Regions from separate parts of the Mus musculus genome. Here region 2 is linked to region 1. The links are chromatin contacts, called in public ChIA-PET maps. All regions are on one chromosome and are shown on one strand. Each heading gives the region's core, a stretch centred on a gene start, on an enhancer-like site or on the middle of the called end of the contact. The rest is flanking DNA. Distances are from core to core; before and after follow the strand shown.

What was found. ChIA-PET counts read pairs in DNA pulled down with a chosen protein or histone mark.
Region 2: a contact with region 1 is called in an RNA polymerase II ChIA-PET map of memory CD8 T cells, with 68 read pairs. The contact joins the enhancer-like site here to the promoter of Tdgf1 in region 1. A contact is called at or near these places in 7 of 39 promoter capture datasets (the 3T3-L1 cell line, the C10 cell line, embryonic stem cells and 3 more), 1 of 15 datasets of contacts at CTCF or cohesin (embryonic stem cells), 5 of 484 Hi-C or Micro-C datasets (LSK cells, embryonic stem cells, forebrain and 2 more), 5 of 115 datasets of contacts at active chromatin or transcription factors (embryonic stem cells, epiblast stem cells, memory CD8 T cells and 1 more) and 3 of 9 other capture datasets (adipose tissue, liver and pancreatic islet).

What each region holds. Positions count from the first base shown.
Region 1 is chr9:110,941,410-110,949,122 of GRCm38.p6, reverse strand. It overlaps Tdgf1 (teratocarcinoma-derived growth factor 1), which reads left to right and starts at 2,965. Exons shown (of 6, transcript NM_011562.2): 1 at 2,965-3,299; 2 at 4,880-4,932; 3 at 5,870-5,971; 4 at 6,479-6,593; 5 at 6,685-6,794. The coding sequence starts at 3,280. RefSeq lists a cis regulatory region at 1,208-1,272.
Region 2 is chr9:110,999,082-111,006,794 of GRCm38.p6, reverse strand. Gm10030 (predicted gene 10030) reads right to left here. Exons shown (of 7, transcript NR_152179.1): 3 at 1,906-2,042; 4 at 857-943; 5 at 365-452; 6 at 1-18. Among named protein-coding and RNA genes, the nearest start is that of Rtp3, 13 kb to the right of the region's middle. Within about 2 kb of position 3,379, at least 20 of the 459 cell types and tissues checked have an H3K27ac peak or open chromatin away from gene starts, as enhancers often do. A contact at or near this core is called in memory CD8 T cells, where this site is marked.

The DNA.
Region 1 (7,713 bases), core at 1,716-4,215:
TGCAAAAGAGTTGAGAAAGTTGGGGGGAGTGAGGTGGCTCAGTGGGCAAAAGAGCTCGTTCACAGAACCTGCCTAAGGACCTGAGCTCTATCTGAGGGACCTAACCTTGTGGGAGGAGAGGACCGACTCCTGCAAGGTGACCTCTGACCCTCGCACACGTGTCAGGTGTGAGCAAACACACATAAACGTACACACAATAAATAAACAAATATAGAATTTTAAAAAATTGTGTGCATGCGTGCACACACGAAAACACATTCACACATATCTAAAGTGTAAATCAAATTGCCCTCCAGTGACACACTTCCCAGAAACTGAACCAAATCATCTTGAATTTGGCAAACGTTTTAGAATAAAGAACCCAACATATCAATAGTGTCTGCAACCTCGGTGACTCTTTAATTCCTTTTTGTTATTTTTCTAGACTAGATTGTGTGTGGGGGTGGGGTGGGGTGGGGGGGTATTTTCTTCCTGGTTCCATTCTCAGATGTCTTGCATTATTAGCCCCTATTTTAGAAATTAGTGCAGTGTTGGGGGCTGGAGAGTTGGCTCTTCGGTTAAGCACACTGACTGCTCTTCCAGAGTTCCTGAGTTCAATTCCCAGCAACCACAGGTGGCTCCTAACCATCTGTAATGGGATCCAATGCCCTCTTCTGGTGTGTCTGAAGACAGCTACTCATATACATAAAATAAATTTAAAAAAAAACTTTTTAAAAAAGAAAACAAAAAGAAATGAGGGCAGTGTCTCAATGCTTCAGTCTGCCACAGGCGGCTCATAGGTGAAGATTTCCAGAGTGGGTTGGCTCCGGGAGACACTGGGAAGCTGAGAGTGCTGGAAGAGCAGGCTTAGACCTCCCATTGGGAACCAGGGGGAGTGGGGTGAAAGACAAAAAAATAAGCAGTTTACAATCCAGTGTTAGTAAAGATCAACTCTGGGGTGGAGCAGTCGTTATCTCTCTGCGCTTTCCAGTTCAAGGCCACAGCTGGAAGCCAGCTTTGGGAGGAAAGGTGCCCGGAAGGACTTTCCAGAGCAAAGGACCAAAGAAGCCAGTTCTAGGGCACAGTCAGACCCTCCAGCTAGGGCTTAGGAAACTGAATACAGATACCAGTAACACAGCGAAACATGCAAATCCAAACAACCAAATACGAATTTCTCACATCAGGAGTCAGCAGACGCCAAGCTACAGATGTTTGCTGCAGCCAGTGTGGACAAGTCCTGAGAGAGGGGCTCAGTACACACGAAGGTTCAGGGGTGGGATTCTGGGAAAACATTGTGGAAGCATTCACAGAGTAAGCAAGCAATTTCAGGGCTCAGTTATTTACCAGGACACACCCTCAAGTATCCCCAAGTGATCATGGAAAGGCAGACACTGTAGAAGTGTGTCCCGCCAGGATAAAATAATTCCTTTAGTCTACATTGGTAGAAAACATAAGCCACACAGAAACAAAAGGTGTCGCCCTCCTAATCCCTTCTCCACTCCTCCAGTCTCAATGCAGGAATCTGGTCTTTCTGATCCCTACAGGGAACTAGTGTATTCAGACTAGGGTTCTGTTTGTCAAGGTCTCAGTGAAATCAGCCATTAGCTTGTTAATGAAGGAGGCCCAGCCTTCTCGGAAATAGCAGATTCCCCCCCCCCACCACCACCACCAATTGCCCCTCACCCCCTAGGGTTTCAGGAACTGGAAAAGTGGCTGGAAACTCAGAGTGACAGGGGATGGGGGTGGGGGGGAGTAGAGAGACTGGGCGTGTACAGAATTCCCAGGCCTGTCGGGGTCTTCACTCTCGACTAAAACGGAAGTAAATCACCATAGAAGCCAGGGGCGAAGGTGAGGGAGGGTTTTGTGTTTTGTCATTTTGATCTTGGGTCTTAGCTGTGCTTGGTGATACGTGCTTGTAATCTCGGAATTTGGTGAAACGGCAGCACAAAGGTCGCCGAGTTTCACGCCAGCCTGATCTTGAGACCCTCAAAAGAAAGCAAGGAAGAAAGGAAAAGTGGTCTTGCCCTGTAAGCGCCGGCTGGCTTTAAACTCACTGAAGGCCAGGCTGACCTCTAACTCACTTCAATCCTCCGATCTCCACCTCCCCAAGTCCTAGAACTACGGGCCTTTGCCACCAGGTCCAGCTTTTGTGATCTATATAATAATGTGAGATATATATCAAAATGTATCACTCAGGGATGTGTTTCTCAGCGGGCTCAGCCACAGACGAGCACCTAGCAACAGAGAGGTACAACCCCACTCGCAAGTCAAGGCCCTCCCCATCCGCCCACAAGAAACCGAAGCCAGTAACCCGCAGCTTAGCACTGAGTTGAGGACCCGGAAGAATCAAGTGACTTCCAATAGTGCTTGTGAGGCCACTGATTTTTAAGCTTCAGGCAGCCGCTCGCCCCAGCGCCCACCCGCAGGCTCTGGGCCAGGGCTTGCAATTCAGACGCTGCAGGCAAAACCTCTAGCCCAAACCCAGACTCAAATCCCTCCCGACATTGACCTTCCCCCACACCCAAACAAGTCCTCGCCAGCCGTCAGCGCATCTTCAAGGCCTCCAGCACCCGGCTCTACTGGGAGTAACGACGAACGCAAATGCAGAGTTAAAATTTGGCAGTTACCCTGGAGGTGGTGGAGCACGCCTTTAATCCCTTAGGGGCAGGCAGAAGATCTCTTGGGTTCGAGGCCAGCCTGGTCTACCTAGGGAAACTATTCTTGAAAAACAAACAAAACAACAAATTTTGATAATGAAGTTTCAAATGCCTGTATGGTGTTTAGACTTTCCTAATTACTTTCGTGTTTGAACACCTTGGTAGAATAACTAAACTCTTCAACTCCCTTTACCTATAGAAAATTTACATATAACCAGACTATAGAGAATTTACATAAAAACCAAACTAGTTCACTTCCCTCGGAGCTTCCTGGCCTAGTAATGGGCGTGGGGCCCCGTAATGGGCGTGGGGCCCCGTCTCCCCGCCCACCTGAGGGTCCTACTCAACACCTTAAGTTTCTTTTAAGGGAGGTATATTCCTCCGAAGTCCTCAATCACAAACCGTTTATAGGAAGAAGAGGCCCCATCCCCTGCCGGTCTACACGGAGATCTTGGCTGCTAACTTCCCACAGACTCTCCAGGACGGGGGCCTCTCTCATTTGGCATATCTTTCTTTTTAATCTACTGTTTTCATTTTGTGAAATTAGCCTTTGGGTGTTTCGAGAATGGCTTTATGAACTAAAGCCATCTGCTAATATTGTGTTTCTTGTCTTTTCCTCCAACGTTTTTACGAGCCGTCGAAGATGGGGTACTTCTCATCCAGGTATGAGCTAACCTTGACTTTTTGGTTGCTGGAGATAGCCACTTCGGAAAATCACGTTCTATGACGCTCTGATTTTTGTCTTGCTTGAACCTTGTCAGTAACATTGCTGCTTTTCCTGAAGAACCTGGAACTTTATAGTTAGATACTGCTTTGCCATCGGCTTCTTAAAATGTCAATTTTTTATATTGCCTTTGTGTGTGTGTGTGTGTGTGTGTGTGTGTGTGCGCGCGCGCGCGCGGGCACTCGCTCGCATATACTCGAGTGGAGGTTAGACGATGACTCACTGGAGTCCGATCGATCATTTGGGTTCTGGGCATCCGACTCAGGTTGTAAAGCACCCTCTGGGCTCGTCCCATCAGTCATGTCGGTGACTGCCAGAGAAATAATGCTTTCCTTCTCTTGCATACATAATATTAATCTTACAGCCTAATCAAGACTGCCTCTACACGTTAATGGGAGAGATAAATTCAATACTTAGAAACATTAGGAATAACAAACCAATTGAACTTGGAACCATTTCAAGTGACAGGACAAGTTTTTTTTCCCCGTGGAGCCGGGCGTCGGACCAGCGCTTGCGTGTGGTTGGCAAGTCTTCTCCAACCCATACAGCCATTTAAGAATTTATATATGCAAAAAAAGAATTTATATATGCAAACAATGCACCGTGGAAAAATATGCCGCTTATGCAGAATAGAATGTTTTAGCTTTTTAATTTTATAACTTTAAAATTGTGTGTGTAAGGGTGGGGCCTAAGGAATATTCATGATGAAATATTGGATGCTGGGGACTTGTTTTAAACAGTTAATTCAAAACACAGCCCTTGTTCCGAAGAGTAAGAGTTTATTCCGAGCGTGGCCGTGGCTTGGGAACAAGGATTCATATTGCCCTAAATGAACATGGAAGAGCTTATATGAGCTCCTTGGTAGTCACAGAACAAAAGAAAGTATAAATGTGACTTGTAGACGTTAACTGTGTACGTGTAAATGATGCAAACATTAGCTGTATCAGTGAAGACATCGGGTAGGGCTCCAGCCTCAGTTTTTTCTGGAGCTGTGATCTGCTTACACTGCTTCATCCCCGAGGTCTTTATGTGACTGTCAAAAGGATACTAAGTCATAGAGAGAGAGAGAGAGAGAGAGAGAGAGGTTCATGATAAACAGCCGCCACTGGGTCGTTAAACATAGCCCCAGGACACTTAGGGCTGCTAGTGCGCAGCCTTCCAACTCTACAATCACACAGTCACTCTACATGTGGTTATTTTTAAAGATTTATTTATTATGTATACAGCGTTCTGCCTGCATTTGTGCATGCGGCCCAGAAGAGGGCACCAGATCTCATTTTAGATGGATATGAGCCACCAGGAAGAATTGAACTCTGGGCCTCTGGAATAGCAGAGGGTGCTCTAACCTCTGAGCCATCTCTCCAGCAGCTCCAACATGTGGCTTTTTAAGAGAGGGAACTTCTGTCCGGTTTTGTTACTGGAGACAGCGCGGTGGCGCTGTTCACGGTCTCCTTCGTGGCCTGTGCCCTTGCGCTGAACGCTTGGTTTTGCTAACTGATGTCCAATCTTCTTCTCCCAGTGTGGTTTTGCTTGTGGCCATTTCCAGTGCGTTTGAATTTGGACCCGTTGCTGGTGAGTTTTCTTTTGTTTGGGGTTCAGGCGTTTTGTTTTGTTTTTTCCCCCTGGGGAGGAAGGAGGCTTCCAGACAGGGTTTCTCTGTGTAGCCCTGGTTGCCTTGGAACTCACTTTGTAGACCAGGGTGTCCTTGGACTCAGATTCACTTAAAGGCGCAAGCCACCCCTGTATGGTTGGGTTTCAGGTTTTTGAAACTGGATGTCACCAAGTCCAGGCTGTCCCCCCACCCCTCCACATATGGGCATGTGTGCACTTTTTTTTTAAAGATTTACTTATTTTATTATATGTAAGTACATTGTAGCTGTCTTCAGACACTCCAGAAGAGGGCGTCAGATTTCGTTACAGATGGTGTGAGCCACCATATGGTTGCTGGGATTTGAACTCAGGACCTTCGGAAGAGCCGTCAGTGCTCTTAACCACTGAGCCATCTCACCAGCCTGCATGTGTGCACTTTAAGGACCTTGTACCCCAGCCTGCCTAGGAACTCACAACACAGTCAAGGTTGAGCTTGAACTCCTGATTCTTCTGCCTCCCAAGTTCACTACCAAATCTAGCTGAGGTTTTGATTTTTATTTTATTTTATTTTTTTGACCAACAACTTTTGTTGCCATTGTTGTTCATGTGATTTAACCCAGGCTCTGCACCTATTGGACATACTTCCAGATTACCCTCCATCCTACCCCCCCCCCCCAACCCCCCTCTGCACTGGGGCTAAACCTTATGCTTACTTAGCACACTACCATTGAGCTACATCCCCAGCACTCAGTGTTTGGGGACAGGGCTGCTCAGTGTCGCCTCTCACTGGATCCTCCCTCCTCCTCCTGAGTGTGGAGACCTTTGGCAAGCACCACCCTACTTGGTGGTGGATGGTGGGGAGGAGGTGTTTTTCTTATGAACACCAACAATATTTTGTGGCCTAAAATATGCAATACAGGGAGAGACCTTGCCATCAGAGATAACAGCATTTGGGACCAGAAAGAACCTGCCGTACGCGATCGGTCTTTCCAGTTTGTGCCTTCCGTGGGGATACAGAACAGTAAGACTTTTTGCCTTAATCCATCTCTGTCATGGCTCTTGGCACATCTCTGAAGTAACCCTTTAGCACTTACCCCAAGAGACATGATGAGTGAGTTAGCAGCTGGGTGGGTTGTACTAGCTTGTCATAAAAGTGAGTGAGGCATGTTCATGTATGTCTCTCTGTGTGTATGTGTGTGTGTGTGTGTGTGTGTGTGTGAGAGAGAGAGAGAGAGAGAGAGAGAGAGAGAGAGAGAGGGAGAGAGAGAGAGAGGGAGAGGGAATGTCCCTGATAGTCTCTGATACTCAGTTTCTCTCCTGATGCCACTTCATGCTGGGACCAGCTATCAGACCATCAGACTAGGTGACCAATCTGGTCCAACCATGAAAGTTATTTCCCTGAAAGGTAGGCTCGTGTGCTATAGGTCTTTCCGAGTACTCTGGGGAGTGAATGCCAGAGTGCTGCATGAACCGTTGCTTATGGGCTTTTCAATCCTCCACCTGCCCCATGACTTCTCTTACATTTCAGGTAAGTCGCTTAATAAAACTTGCTGTCTGAATGGAGGGACTTGCATCCTGGGGTCCTTCTGTGCCTGCCCTCCTTCCTTCTATGGACGCAACTGTGAACATGATGTTCGCAAAGAGTAAGTGCTGTTGAGAGGGAACAGGATGGGGGATGGGCAGGGAAGGAGGGAGAGGAATTTCTGACAGTGGGGGTTGTCACTTCTTTCCCAGGCACTGTGGGTCTATCCTCCATGGCACCTGGCTGCCCAAGAAGTGTTCCCTGTGCAGATGCTGGCACGGCCAGCTCCACTGTCTTCCTCAGACCTTTCTACCTGGCTGTGGTAAGTAATTGTCCCTCTTTCTTTAATCCTGTCAGGTCCTTCAGATGCCCAAGGGACCCCCTTTCTCCTCCTGCTCTGCCAGAGCCTTCTTGACCTGACAGGACCTGCCAGCCAGCCAGCCAGCCAGACCTCTGCCTATAAAATAGCATAAGGGCAGCAGGGCCATACAGCCTAGCAGTCCTTGGTGGGTGCTCTCAGATGCTGGGTCCTTAGGGAATGCTCCCTTAGCTAACCCTGGGAAAGGATTCCTTAGATCCGTCATGGTGATCCAGAGTCATTGGTGGGTGATACCTTAAGTAGATGAGGTCCCAACGTGTGGGATCCGTGGGGGTGCTCCCTCAGGCACAGGTCATTCCGATGTGGGGTTCTTAGTGGGCATGTCCCAGATACAAGGCCATTGGAATGTTCCTAAAGCACTGGCTAGGAGAGGAATGACCCCTTGGGTATGGAGCTGTTTGGTGTGCAATCTCTGATACAATGGATCTTTAGGAGGCGTGGGGTCCTGACTGAAGGACACTCCCTCAGCCCCTACTGTCCCGTCACCTACAGAGTTCCCACACATCTACTTGAGACTGATTGTCAGCAGGCTTCTGCTGGAGACAATGAACAGGAAAAGACCTAGCCACCAAGACAGGAAGAAGTGACTTCTGCTGTCTTGTCCTTTGGGCAGAAGATTCCGAACAGGCTCTAGGGTGGCCATTTAGTTAGAACCCAACCCTACAACTAGTCCCTCCTGTACTTTGTTTGGTTTGGTTTGGTTTTTGATAAAATATCTTATTCTATATCCCAGGCTGGCCTGGATTTCGCTCTACATACAGTCTAAGCTGACCTCAAACTCCATCAGCCTCCCTGCCTCAGCCTCCATAGTGCTGGTCCAGGAATGCACCATTAGCCCAGGATCTACCCACTGGTGACCTTT
Region 2 (7,713 bases), core at 2,130-4,629, 57 kb before region 1:
CTGGGGGAGGGAGGTAACCTGTAAAATGAGGAACCAAGGAGTGAACTCTGGGGAGTTAGTAGGTGAAGCAGAACTTCTATCTATTTGGACACAGAGGAAAGAGTCAGAAAAGTGAGCAATTTCCAGGATGTTTGGAAATGGTCTGGCTTAAGGTTATTCCTGTGAAATAATTTAAGCAATAAAAATCTAAGTCTCTTCAGAGAAGACTATTTCCTTTGACCCATTTTGCAAATGACATCTCTAAGAGCAGAAGAGGCAACCTGTCCTGTGCTGCTTTCTTTGGACTTCCTGACTTGCACCAAGGGTACCCTTCAATAAAGTACATCCTAGTCTGATGAGCCGGCTCAGTTACTCAAATGCTTACCTCAAAAGTGTGGAGGCCTGAGTTTGATCTCCAACTCCATATGGAAAGAAATAAGTCTGGGCATGGTGGCGTGTTCGTAGTCCCAGCACTGGGGAGATGAGACAGGAAGGCTCACTGGTTGGCCAGCCTAGTCTACCAGGCAAGCTCCAGGCCAGTGAAAGATAAAGATGCTGTCTCCAAAACTGGGAAACGACAAATTGGACTGGGAAACGACACTTGAGGCTGATCTCTACCCTCCATGTGCACATGTACACACATGCACCTGCACACACATGAACACACACTTGCATTAGATGATAAGTAAGGCAGGTTTCTGACATACCTGTCACTGCCGTGAGTCAGACTCAGTCCCTGCCTTCAAGGGCAGCACACAAGAAAGCATAAACTTTCCACCATAGGTGATGGATGAGGTTATACTCTCACCACAGCAACAGAAGAGGCATAAGGGATGACATGTGTAAGTAGAGCAATGAGGGCATGTCTGCCTCCTACCTGCAGCAGCCTGCTCTGAAACCAGGGAGGAAACCTTCTACATTGTCCCACCAAGCATCTTCTAGCAACGTCACAATGGAGATTCGTCTGGAACCAAGGAACTGAATGGAAGATTATAGGCATCGGGACCCGTGGGACCTTGTATGTAAGGGGAATAACTTCTGTTTTTACTTTAAGGAACATGAGGGCTGTTACAGGTCTGAATGATGGACTGGGGTGGGATGGAGTGCGATGCAGAGACAAAGGGGAACAGAGAGATGACTGTGGAAACTTAGGTGACAGTCTAGGGGAAAGATGAAGTGTTTTAAACGAGGACATGGCAGTGGCGAGCTGGAGAGACAAGCTGCATGCTAGGCATATGTCTAATGCTGGACATTGGAAGGGAAGGTGAGGTAGAGAGGAGTCAAGGATGACACCCAGTGTTTTGTCCTGAGAAACAGAAAGGATAGAGTTACACTAACTTGAAGACAACTAGATTTGATAAGGCAGATTGAAGAAGAGGTCTACCAGAAGTCCCAGATTGAAGAAGAGGTCTACCAGATATCCCAGATTGAAGAAGAGGTGTACCAGAAGTCCCATTCCAGACACAGGTTGATAGACCTTGACACTTCAGAAGCCAATGAGAAAAGGGTCTCAGAAGAAAGCTCAGGCAATAAAGTGCTTGCCATGTGAGCATAGGACCCTAGTTTGATCCTCAGCACCAGGCACACTGTAATCCCAGCCCTGGAGAGGCAGAGACAAAAGGATTCTCAGGGCTTAATGGAGGACTGAACTAACCCAGGGTTTCAATGAAAGTCCCTGCCTCAAAGAGCAAGGTGAACAGAACCTGAGGAGAGACACTTGAGGTGGACTTTTGGCCTCTACATGTACTGGACACACACATGCAGGTGTGAGTGTGTAGGATGGGTGGCCACAGACATTCTGTATCATGTCCGTGGATGGTTCTCACATCAACGCTTACCTTTCTGACAACACCCACCATGCCTGTGGGAATAGCATGTGTGACCAACTTCCCAGTTAAGTCTTAAGCCCCACCTATAGTAGCTCACCTCCTCTTCTGGGCATGGTCGCCCTTCCTTGCATGTGGACTCAGAGCCAGGCTGGGGCTCTTCTCTCTGTGGGCCACATCTGGTGATGAGCTTGCCTCTGAGAATTTCACAACCCAAGCTTATGAGTGGTTATTTACCTGGGAGGACACGGAGAAAGTGGGACAATGGACACATTTATAAACATTAAAAGGATTTGTGCACGGGTTTTAGAAGGCTTTCCATCGCTGTCCTGCAGGTCACCCTGCACTGTCTACGGCTGTCTACAGTGAACAAGAGAATAGGTGTGAACAATGAAACATTACACTGAGCTTTGACCGCCACTCTACCAAACGCCCAGAGGCAGACATGGGTAAGGAAATTGATTTGTCCATGGTGAGAAATGACGAGAGAAAGAGAGACAGAGAGAGACAGAGAGAGAGTAAGTTCAAGTCTGTCCCCCCAACTTGCTTAGGGCAGTGTTATAATTTATAGAAAAAAAAATGAAACAGAAGTCAGAATGTTCGTATCCTGGCAAGAATAAAGATATTTTTTAAATGAAGCTTTTGTACTTTTCCCTTTGGCTGTCAGACCACGGGAACAGTGAACCCCCAGAATGTAGAATGGCCCCAAGGAGCCAGGCAGTGGTGGCGTACGTCTTTAATCCCAGCACTTGGGAGGCAGAGACAAGTGGATTTCTGAGTTTGAGGCCAGCCTGGTCTACAGAGTGAGTTCCAGGACAGCCAGGGCTACACAGAGAAACCCTGTCTTGAAAAACAAAAACAAAACAACAACAACAAAAAGATTGGCCCCAAGGATCCCGTACTGGAAGAAGATAGGCTGAAACCTGGTGCCATCCAGAGAGACACTTGCCTCTCAGCAGGAGATTTTTATATAATTCTGACAGCTTTTCAACCATCTTGTGTGAGAGATCAGAACTGAGACAATATTGGTGGGACTGCTTAGCAATACATGTTTCTTGCTTTTTATCTGGATCAGGACCCTGAAGATGGATTTGAGAAATGTGATTTAGCTTTTACTCTCAACTTGATATAACGTAGAATCATCTGGGAAGAGTCTGGATGAGGGACCGTCTAGGATCCATACTTTGGATTGGCTTGTAGGCATGTCTGTGGATGGGCCGTGCCTTAATTAAGATAACTTATATAAGAGTTCCCAGTCCACTATGGAAGACATCATTCCCTAGGTAGGGAGTCCCAAACAGTAAAAGAGTACATACATTGAGCTGAGCACAAGCCAGCAAATGAACATGCATGTTTCCGTTTCTTTCTACTTCAGACTATGGACTCTCAATTTCCCCACAACAGAGGACTATGACCTGAAATTGTAAACCGATGCAAACCCTTAAACCGCTTTTCACGGGAGTATTTTGTCACAGAAACAAAAATGAAACTACAGCGGTGAGTCCCTGGCCGTCTCTGCTCCCTTGTTCTGATGTGGTCACACTAAACAAATTTCCATTTTCTGCTTTTCAGCATTCTGTGTCGATCTCATTGGCCTATTGAGGAAGAGTGATACAGACTTGATTCAAGGCTGATGGAGCCCGGGCTCTGACACAAACAACTCTAGTAAAAAGGATGTACGTGTGTGCAGATGATCTGTGAGCCCACATCATCAGAACTGAGAAATAAGTCTCCTGGCACATAGCCCAAGGCTTTTCTAGTTCCGCCAGGCTTACTAATTCTTAGGGTCTAGTTACAGACTGGGGTGGTACGCTGATGGTCTGAGCAATGGGACTCATTTTCCAATGGCCCATCTTTTGTTGACAGGCCTCACTGTGCAGCCGTACCTACCCCGACAATGCTCACAGCTGTCCCTGCTGCAGTACCTGATGCTCATTTCCCCCCACACCAACCTTCAGGGCCATCTTAGTTCAGCACCATCCTGGAGATGGATAAAAGGCACTTCATGACCCTCTCTTCCTGCAACCCGCTAACATGCTAGGGCTACATCTCTGCAAGGAGCATGCTTATGGAATGTTGTGGTTTTTTTTTAAGATTTATTTATTTATTCTATGTAAGTACACTGTAGCTGTCTTCAGACACACCAGAAGAGGGCGTCAGATCTCATTACAGATGGTTGTGAGCCACCATGTGGTTGCTGTGATTTGAACTCAGGACCTCCAGAAAAGCAGTCAGTGCTCTTAACCACTGAGCCATCTCTCTAGCCCGCTTATGGAATGTTTTATTAATTAACTGCCACCCTGTTGCCCAACTGCTGACTGTGAGTCAGGATACTAAGTACAACTGAGGTGTTTTAAAACTTCACCGATGGCACACTGAATAGATAGCTCAGTTGCTTTGATGAAAAGCTGAGCATATGGAACATGTTTGTACTCTCAGCTCTAAAGAGACAAGGACAGACAGATCCCTAGGACTTGCTAGCCTAATCAAGCAAGTTGCAGGTTCTAGTGGGGGTGGGGGGGACACGGTGGACAGCTCCTGAGGAACAACATCCAAGGTTGACTTCTGGTTCTCACACACACAAGGCGCGCTGGTGCACATATACACACATGAGCACGCATCAGAAATAAGATAAAACTCACCACTGGGGCTACAGATGTGGCCTCACGGGTACAGTTCTTGCCTAGCATGTCCAAGGCCCTGGCTTTGATTCCCCGGTACCACACAAACTGGGTGTGTGCACATGCCTGGAATCTCAGCACTCAGGAGGTAGAGGCAGGAGGATCATAAGTTCAAGGTTATCCTTAGCTATGCAGTGAGTTTGAGGCCACTCAAGCTGTATGAAACCGAGCTCAAAACCAAACAATAATAAAGCATACATCCCTACGTCATCAGAGGATTAGTAGGTTATCTGACCAGTTCTGGATCTTGAGATGCTGACAGATCTGTGGCTTAAATTCCCAAAGCCTGAGGGGTGGCATGACCCACTATTCTGGCCAGGGTGCCTTTGGTGGCTGCATATTTCTGCTCAGAAAAGCCTGCAGACCTTGACAGCCCAGAGCAAATATAAACCTGCTGTGGCCGTCCCTGCCTCATCCGCTCTGCTCGTATCTAAAGGTCATCGTACTGAGGAACTTGCCGAACTGCCGTTGGTGGTTGAAGATGAAGGTCACAGAAGACCAAAGGCATCGTGCTGCTGCTTAAGATGACATCAAGAAGGCTCTGCCTCTCACTGAATGAGAGCTGTCGAGGACAAAATGAGAACCTGCCATCCTGTCTGGGCCCTGCACCATCTGTAACAAAGACAGTGCTACCACCGAGGCGTTCCCTGGTAATTCTCTGCTTTGTGTAAGCAAGCCGAGCATTCGAAACTCGCTCCTGGGGTGCATGACCCAAGGCTGCTTCTCTCAAGAGTAACTCTAACCCTCCCATGCACAAGATGATGAACAAGGCCTTAGCAGAACCGCAGAACCGTGGAAATCCCAGAGCCACAAAGAGGCCCCCAAGCACTCAATGTGAATAAGAACCTGCTGAGCTACCTGGGAATCCTGTTGAAGCTCAGTCCACAGGCAAAGACTACTCAAGGGACACCGGGCTACACCAAGCTAGAAGCCACAAACCCTGGGTGAGGAACATGAAGGCAGCCAACCAAATCAGATGAGGGGGTTGCACACAAGGGAGCTACAAGCAAGAAGCCTGTGGAGAATTGGGTGTCAAGGGAAGAAACCTTTAGGGGGAAAAGCTGCAGAAACCAAGAAACCTGAAGCTGAAAGGAAAGCTATGGTAGCAGAAAAGCCACCTGCTGCCTGAACTAGTGAAATCTGCACCATTCCATTAATGAACTAGAGACAGCCTGTCTGCGTGAAAACCTCAAAAAGACGCAGGGAGGGCGGGAGGGGCAGGTATGCTGCGATCAGCGATGGACTGGTAGGATCTTAAGAAGCCACCCATAATTTGATTTGGTGTGACTATTTTACTGTGATGTTAGCTGACTGTGATAACTGATGGTATTTGCTTGTTATGCAGCAGAAGTTGAGACAGGACTTATGAATTCTAGGCTAGCCTGGGCTACATAGTGAGCTCCTGTCTCAAGAAACAAGAGCTGGACATTTTGGCAAACAGTTTTAAACCCAGCACTTAGGAGGTAGAGGCAAGCAGAGCAATGTGAGTTCCAAACCAGCTTGGTCTACAGAGAGAGTTCCAGGACAACCAGGGCTACACAGAGAAACCCTGTCTCGAAAAAACCAAAAAACCAAAAAACCAAAAAAAAAAAAAAAAAAACCCACACACACAAAAAACAAAAACAAAAAACAACCAATCAAACAAATAGATGAAATAAAATAAAAATCCAACCAAAGTATTGATTAAAATGTATTTTTAAATTCTTTTTGCTTTGTTTTGTTTGTTTTGTTTTGCTTCTCGTTTCTTGTTTTTGTTTGTTTGTTTTTTAGAGGCAGGCTTTCTCTGTAGACCAGGCTTGCCGCTGGCACTGGAGTGCTGGGGTTAAAGGCGTGGGCCACCACTACCCAGCTAAAAATCCGTACTTATGTTAAAGAGTAAGGGAAGAGAAGCAAGACCAGGCACCTCAGAACATCACTCATCGGACACGGAAGATTTCCTGAGCCACACAGAACCCTTTCTTCATTTCACAATGCCACAGCTAAAGAAAAAAACACACTCATAAATATAATCTCCGTTATGGGTATTTGCTCCATTGCTTTCTGAAGTCTAGCACTAGACAGTCAATGAAAAAAAATAAAACCAGTCAATTTGTAGCATTTGCCAATTCCTGTGGTGTGAAAACTCCCTGAGTTGCCTGACTGCCAACCATAGACACAGGTAGCCACTGACCTGGGAACAGATAAACAACTTCGCATTGTTATTTTCCCGCCCTACAATAGACTCGGGCAGCCTCAAGAGCCACAGGAATGCAAGTACGGGAAGGTCAAGGGGCGCAAGGCTTGGCAGAGGCCAGCTCTTTTATCACCACCTCTCTGGGAAGGAGGAGCCGGAAGATGATTGACAGGGGTGGGCGGAGTCGGGGAATAATAACATTGTTTTGCTTTGTTCACATCTGTTTTTCTTGACTTGGGGTGTTATTACATGGTTATTGTTCATTTTGCGGGAATTCGCCGATCTGCAGAAACTTTAACTGTGTGTGGTTTCAGATGTATATTACACGTAGATATAAAAGTTTGCTTATAAAAGCCAACAGAGGAAAGACTTTGACATTATGAAATGACCTCCTCTTGTCCTCCTGAACTCATAAGTCTTTCCCTGAAGTGGGAGTGTCTCCCTCCAATGCCAAGCTTGCCCGTGGCTAAAGAGGGAAGGAACGCCAGGTAACAGAATGGCAGAAGGGTTCCAAGGGCTTGGTATTCAATGTCTGTGGCCCACCCAGTCACCACAGGCCAGGAATCTGAGCTGGAACCCAAAGAGAGAAGGAAGCAAAAAAGGAAGCAGGATGTTTGAGAAACATCTTCTGAGCCTTGCCTATGAGGAATGCCAATCCGAATACTCAGAGGGCAAGACCCATTCTCTCTCAGCCGCCTCAAGAGGAAGTCCTGTGACTATCCCCCAAACCTCACAACTCTTGAGACCAAGGCTGAAAGCAAAGAAAAAAAGCCACCCAACCCAACCTCTCCTCTCTCCACACCCCACCCTGAAGACTGGTATGTCTCTGCCAGGTAGGCGGTGCCAGAAAGAGCCCAGAATGTTCCACCAGCCTCTCAGCCCTTATGATCTGGGAGCCCCAGACTGCCAGTCAGTGGTCAAGATTAGCTGTGCTTGAAGAAACAAGAACACTGAAGGCCCCCAGCAGAGGAACACAGAAATGAAGAGAATGAGCCAAAACATTCCTGGTGCCTGCTGAGAGCTGAGGCCACTTAACTTCTTCTCAGACCTCTCA